Linked DNA regions of Mus musculus: region 2 is linked to region 1. The links are chromatin contacts, called in public promoter capture Hi-C maps. All regions are on one chromosome and are shown on one strand. The core of a region is the stretch at or near the end of the contact, and the rest is flanking DNA. Distances in the headings are between cores, read along the strand shown.

Region 1 (3,233 bases), core at 315-2,814:
CTCATCTCATATCCCTGGGCACTCGGTCTAGTGAGCGTTTTGTCATCATGTACAGTAGAGAACTAGTTGAATTAACCATGTGATGTTAACTATTATTAATAAATTTTAACTTTTTTTTTTCAAAATATTCAGTGTGTGATTGGATCTTTTAAGTGGGGCAAGTTAGGACTTCCTGGTCAGTCTGATCAATCACTGATGGGGTCGATACATTTGGAGTGGCCTGTTATCTTTCAGTGTCCGTGGAGACGGATTCTGGAATTCTGAAGCCTGTGGGGGTCGGATCCTGTGATTGCTTTCTATGGCGGAGATAAGCGCCGTGAACGATCAGATGCTGAGAGCAGAAGCTGAGCCTCAAGCAGTAAAGACAGAGTGGTGTGAGTCCTTAAACCCTCTGCAGCTCCCAGTGACACATTCCTCCAACAAAGGCACACCCCCTAAGCCCCTCCAAACAGCAGCACTAACCGGGGACCAAATACTCATGAGATGGGAGAGAGAGAATGGGACTAGTGTTGAGCCTTGAACCCAGGGCCACCTGTTCAGTGGACTTCACCCCTGGTTCTCCCAACACCACTTTCAGATGGGGTCTCATGTAGCCCAGATTGGCCTCAGACTCCTGGACCAGTTTTAGCCTTCCATATGCTGGGGTTACAGGCATGTGCCACCACACCTGACCACACTTGTTTTATACTTTTTTGAGTATAAAACACTGGGTTGCTCAGTGTGTAGACTTGAACCCCTTGTAGCCCAGCATGCTCTGCGCTCTTTGGTCTTGCACTCTTAACCCTCCTGTGAGGATGCATTTATAGACAGTCCTTTTGTGAGACAGGCTCACTATGTACCCCCAGGCTGACCCGCATCTTGCTATGTAGATCAGGCTGGTCATAAACCTGGCAGGCCTCTTTATCCTTCCAAGAACTTGGAGCTACAGGTAGGAGCCACTACAAGCTAAAGAAGTGACAGGAGCAGGACGGTGAGACTAGGTCCAGACGGTCTGCCCTTGTGATCCCAGGGCTGGGGAGGCTGAGGCAGGTGGATCCCTGGAGGTCACTGGTCTGCAAGCCTAGCTTACCCAACAGGTTCCAGGCCATAAGAGACCATGTCTTGAGAAACAAGGTGGACAGCTGAGGAAAAACAGCCAAGCCCATCCTTTCACTTTCTCACATGCACCCGTGAGTGCATGTCTGGGACTTTTCTAGCCTTTACATTTCAGAAAACACTGCCTTAAAAAAGTGATAAGATTGGCAAGATAGTTAAGAGCATAAAGGAACTTGATATGCAAATCTGATTTGATCCCTGGAGCCCACCACAGAAGGGGAGGATTGGTTTCTCACAAGTTGTCCTCTGATCTACACAACACACACATCCACTCACACATGGAGGTCCAGTTTTATCCTACACTGAATCTGAGTCCATGATCAAGCGGGACTGCGTTTCTTGGTGCACACGTGGGTCCTTTGTTTTCCCTTCCAGCCTGGCTTTCTAAAGCTCATTCCACTGACTTAAGTATATGAGGATGGCCTTGAAGTGACTCTCCTGCCTCCAGGCGCTGGAATTCCAGGCATGTGCCACCACCCCCCAGCTTAGAGGCCTCTTTGGCTTTTCTGCCTCAAAGCAGATTCTTACAGATTCCCCACTCTGGGCCTCTTGAGTTTTGCAGCTGGCTTGTTCCTGTCTGTAACATCAGCCATACTGCTCAGCACAGTGTGGGCACCTCTTTCCCCAGGTCACTTTGGCCTCTGGCAGCGGGATGGAAAAGCTACATTCGTTATGTCCCATGGATGGGGCTGGGGCACAGACAGCTCCGCACAGACCCTAACATTGGACTAGCAGGGAATATTTTAGTGCGATTTAGGGTACATTTACCTGCGGTGAGGCCCTCAATGTCCCGGATAGCACGTGTATCTCTTTCCTAGGCTGACTCCCCATCCTCCCAAGGAAAAATTAGTTTCCTCCAAGCAAGCAGACTGCACTCACACTGCTCCCAGCTTGGAAAGCAGTTTCCCAGCCAAACCCCAGGCAGCCTGTCTCCCTGTTTTGTTTTCTTCGGCTGGGCCCCAGGTGCCACAGGCTGGAACACAGGCACTCCGGTGTTGAGAGCATTTTCTAGCCTTTGCACAATCCGCTTTTGCTTTTCTGTTTTCCAATTTCCCTCTGAGCCATGTCTCTTTTGTTCTTCCCTCACCATCGGCAGTCTGAGCACCCTGCTTGACGCCACCTCGTTTCTGTACGAGTCTGGATGAGGCATACATTGTTTCGTGCCGTCTCTGGTTTTCTTTATTTCCTTTTCTAAGGACATGGATGAAATACAGGGGCCTGAAAATGCTGTGTGCTCTAAACTAAATGATAGATCCTTAGCTCTCTGTGATGCTTTAATAAAAACACACAAAACATAGTTGGCTAGAGTCTTGTGTCCTCTCTCAAAGCAGGGTTTGTTTACATATTTCTATCTATCTATCTCTATCTATCTATCTATCTATCTATCTATCTATCTATCTATCGTGTGTGTGTGTGTGTGTGTGTGTGTGTGTACGTACATGGGGAGGCCAGAAGAAAACCTAGAATCAGCTTCCTTCTTCCATCCTGTGGGTCTTGGGATCAAACTCATGTTGTTCGAGTCATAGGCAGGTATCTCCACCCACTGGGCTCCCTACTTGTCTGGCACATTTTAAGGCCCATAGACATTGCTGTGTTTGCATCTATTTCATTACTTCTAGTAGCTACAAATGTCTTGTTCTGTGTATGTCCTGTCTGCCCATTTGTTTTCTCATGGGTGAAGATGTACTATTGACTCAACAATGGCTACACAGATACCGTGGCTTTAAGCCCCTTGTAATGGCTAATCTTGGTTGTCAACTCTGCTACATCTAGAACCAACTAGACCCCAAGAGTCCAGCACTCTCCTGTGAAGGGTTTTCTTCATCAGATTAGTTGAAGGAGGAAATCCCACCTTCTAGTCCAGGACTGGGTGCAGGGAAGCTTTCCCTTTGGCCAGCTTGCCCCATTCTCACCGAGATGCCCATCTACGCAGTCGCTACAGCCAGGACTAAGCTCAACTTCTTCCAATGTAGGCTGGAACTCAGCAGCTCTCCAGGAGTCTCCCAGGACTCCAGCACAGCCTGGATCTGCTAAGACATCTACTCTTGTGGTCTGAGCAATTCCAGAGTATCGGTCTTTCCGCTGTAAGACCGGCATTGTTAGACTACCTGAGCTATGCTATTTGAAAGTGTGGTCTC
Region 2 (3,233 bases), core at 243-2,742, 360 kb before region 1:
TAGCCAGGCCCAGTCGCGCAGCAAGTCCGTCGCGCTCTGACGGTGCCAAGTACTTCTGGAAGACGAATCGCCGCTCCAGCTCCAGCACCTGCTGTGCAGTGAACGCTGTCCGAGACTTGCGGCGTCTCCGGACACCAGCGCCAGGCCCCGGCGGCGCCTCCGGGGCGGCTCTGCCTGCCAGGATGAGACGGAAATGTCAGTCTCGGCTTTGGAGGAGGCTGAGGTCTGGATGGAAAAACTTAGGGTCGCGGGGCTTAAGCAGGTAGAGGGAGCGGGGTGGGCCAGCATCACGATCCCTATACACCGGGTCAGAACCCGGATTCGAAGTGCAGCAGGCCTGTGGGAATGCTGACGACAGAGAGATGAGATTACTCCAGCGGGTAGAGGGTGAGTGGGACTGACCAGAGATCTGGTACGAGAGTCAAGACCGTTTGGAGAAGGTCTCTGACGCCGTTTGGAGCTCCAGGCTGTGCGTGGTAGTAAGTTAGAGGCCAAATTGAGGTCGGGTGACCCATCTGGCCAAATAAAGTCCTTAACACCAGCTCTCTTTCCGGGAGCCCAAAGGGAAGGAAGGCAGGCGGAAGGCGGTTCCTGTGCCCAATAGTGCTGCAAAGGATCTTCTACAGGGCTCAAGAAGTGACTGGGGCTGGGGCTGGGGCTGGGGCTGGGGCTGGGGCTGGGGCTGGGGCTGGGGCTGGGGCTGGGGCTGGGGCTGGGGCTGGGGCTGGGGCTAGGTAGCTGGGGCTAGGTAGCTGGGAGGAATTTTCTGCCTTGTCCTAGCCCTGCCTCAGTCTTTTCTTGCCAGCAGCTCAAGCGTTTTTTCTCTTCCACAGCCTTTCTTGGTCATGATTACCCCGCATACAGCGAACGTACCAGCAGCCGAGCGGGTCCCTGGATTCGCTCCAGCCTGGCGGTACCCCTCAGCCCCTGCCACCCCCTGGAGCAATTGCAGTCTCAGAACTAACTCAGGAGACCTGCCGAGCCCTGTCAAATGCAACTCCTGACACTTGGGCAGAAGGCAGGGGGTGGGTAAAAATGACCAGCCAGGGCCAGACAAAACTTTGTGACCAAGGACGAGAGAGTGAAGCGGGGGGTGGAGGGAGAGACAGATATAGACAGGGACAGACAGACAGATCCGCGCGCGCGCGCGCACACACACACACACACACACACACACACACACACACACACACACACACACACAGTTCAAGTCCGCTACTTGGCTGGCGTGTACCTTCAGAAGGCTGTGGTGTAGCCCGCGGGGAATGGCCCAGGAAAGTTTTACTTGCTAGCTCCTCCAGCGCACACAGTGGTGACGCGGGATCAGGGCCGGCCTCGGGAAGCTGCGGTGCAGAAGGTGCTTCGGGGACCATGCTCGGACCTAGGATGTCTGCGATACTAAAGGGTGTCCGGCGCTGATGTACAGAGTTCATGGCAAGCGGGATTGTAGCGATCCCGCCTTCTGCTGCGCTTGGCTTCACAACCTCCTAGGCCCCCAGCGCTCAGCTTCCGATCTGGGCCCCCTGCCTCGGACCCGCCCCCTAGAGCTCAGTTGAAGCCCCACGTCCCCTCCTCCTGCACCCCCACCTCCTTCCAAGGGCCTCAGTGAATCGGGTGCCCATAGGTGTACTGGCAGCCTTATTTCTTCTATAGAGTAGAAAGAAGCCCATGGCTTCTGATTTTGAGGTGCACATTCAAACTGGATGTACTCCCCTGGATTGCATGCTGCTTGGCTCCCTACTTAAACTCTGGCTCATAAATTCTAGGGCAATAAAATTGCTTTCCCTGGCCTCAAGGACTGGGGACTTGCAGGGTTCTGAGAAACAGGATCAGGGCTGATTGTGTTAGGGACTCAGCATCCTAACTTTGCCTATCTTTCTCACCCAACCCTGGGAAAAGGTCTTAAAGAGAAGATGGTGGCTAGAGATGGTTGGTGTAGTGTGGGGGTCCAGGATCGAGAACCTGGCCTATTGGAATACCTGTCATAAAATGATACCACAAGGAATGGGGCAGGCCACACTGTAGCCTGGAGGCTCCAGTAAGTTAAAACCCACCCAAAAGGATCTCAGAGACCTGGGCTGGTACTACTTGCTCAGAGGGCTCCTGGCTAGTGAGGACTGGACTCCAGAGGGCCAGCTCTTCTTACTGGCTTGCTATAGATCTGACTTTATCCTTTTATTAAGTCCTCAGAGTTCAGGTGTGACTTCCTGTAGGATCACTCACTCTCCAGGGAAGACTAATGGAAGGCTTGGCTTGTTCATTGCGTTTTGTGTTCTCTGTCCCCATCTCCTCCACGTTTATTTGTATCTGGGTTAGCACTCCATGATCATCTTGAGCTGAAATAAGGCAACTCTGGCTTAACAAAGCTGGGTCAGTAAGGTTGCATAGGCCTGGTTCCTTTTCTAGGCAATCTTCCTCAGATAGCTGAAAGCTTTACAGCTTATAGGTATAGACTGGCTACTCCCAAAGAGCAAGCCTCTTCATTGCTAGGGCAGTTGCAAATGCAAGCCAAAATTCATTTAAATTATTATTATTATTGTTGTTGTTGTTATTTTGAGACAGGCTCTCACTGTCCTGGATCTTATTATGTAGACTAGGCTGGTCTCGTGTGTGCCACCATACTTGGCTTTAACTTTAATCAATCTATTTATGATTGAGCTGGGGTCTCACTATGTAGTCCAGGCTCTGCTCAAACTCAAAGTTAACCTTGGCTCAGTCGTCTGTGGAGTGAGCCACTGTGCAGTCAAAATGAGAATTCTATTTATGCTTGTTGTGCTTTGTTTTGTTTTGTTGGGAGTGCAATGAAAAGCCAGAACAGTCTCTCCTACATTGTTCCCAATGTCACCTCTCCTGTAGCCTCTCCATCTCCCACTATTATTCAGTGACCTCCTCCTTGGGGCAAGTTAACTTAAGCGTTTGGGTGCTCCAAAAAGGTCTTAGGAGACCCTGGAAACCTGGGCCAAAGGCTACTCGACAATAGGACACTCCCCTTAGTAGGAGGGGTGTTTTCCCCGTCCCGAGTTTCTTCTGGTGATACTCTGAGCCTTCAGGCACCCAGGTTCTCCTGGGGTCTGGGGGATGCTCTTGGGCTTCAGGAGGCACTGCAGGGTCAGAGAGCAGAGCCAGGCCTCAGTGGAAAGCTGAGCTGCCTCAGGACTTTGTCGATTAGTTATTAATGGAGGGGTAGGGAGGGCACTAGAGAGCCTCTCCTTCAAGCCTCAGCCCTCAGCCCA

The links. Promoter capture Hi-C pulls out the DNA fragments that hold promoters and counts their contacts.
Region 2: a contact with region 1 is called in a promoter capture Hi-C map of the 3T3-L1 cell line, with 2.9 times the contacts expected there. The contact joins the promoter of Lbx2 here to the enhancer-like site in region 1. A contact is called at or near these places in 7 of 39 promoter capture datasets (the 3T3-L1 cell line, the C10 cell line, the HPC-7 cell line and 3 more), 2 of 484 Hi-C or Micro-C datasets (the AML12 cell line and cerebellum) and 3 of 115 datasets of contacts at active chromatin or transcription factors (bone marrow-derived macrophages, extraembryonic endoderm stem cells and pancreatic cancer cells).

Annotation. Positions count from the first base shown.
Region 1 is chr6:82,721,917-82,725,149 of GRCm38.p6, reverse strand. It overlaps Hk2 (hexokinase 2), which reads left to right. Exons shown (of 18, transcript NM_013820.3): 18 at 1-125. Among named protein-coding and RNA genes, the nearest start is that of Gm32480, 8.3 kb to the right of the region's middle. Within about 2 kb of position 1,564, at least 82 of the 459 cell types and tissues checked have an H3K27ac peak or open chromatin away from gene starts, as enhancers often do. A contact at or near this core is called in extraembryonic endoderm stem cells, where this site is marked.
Region 2 is chr6:83,084,624-83,087,856 of GRCm38.p6, reverse strand. It overlaps Lbx2 (ladybird homeobox 2), which reads right to left and starts at 1,492. Exons shown (of 2, transcript NM_010692.4): 1 at 1,235-1,492; 2 at 1-174. The coding sequence starts at 1,433.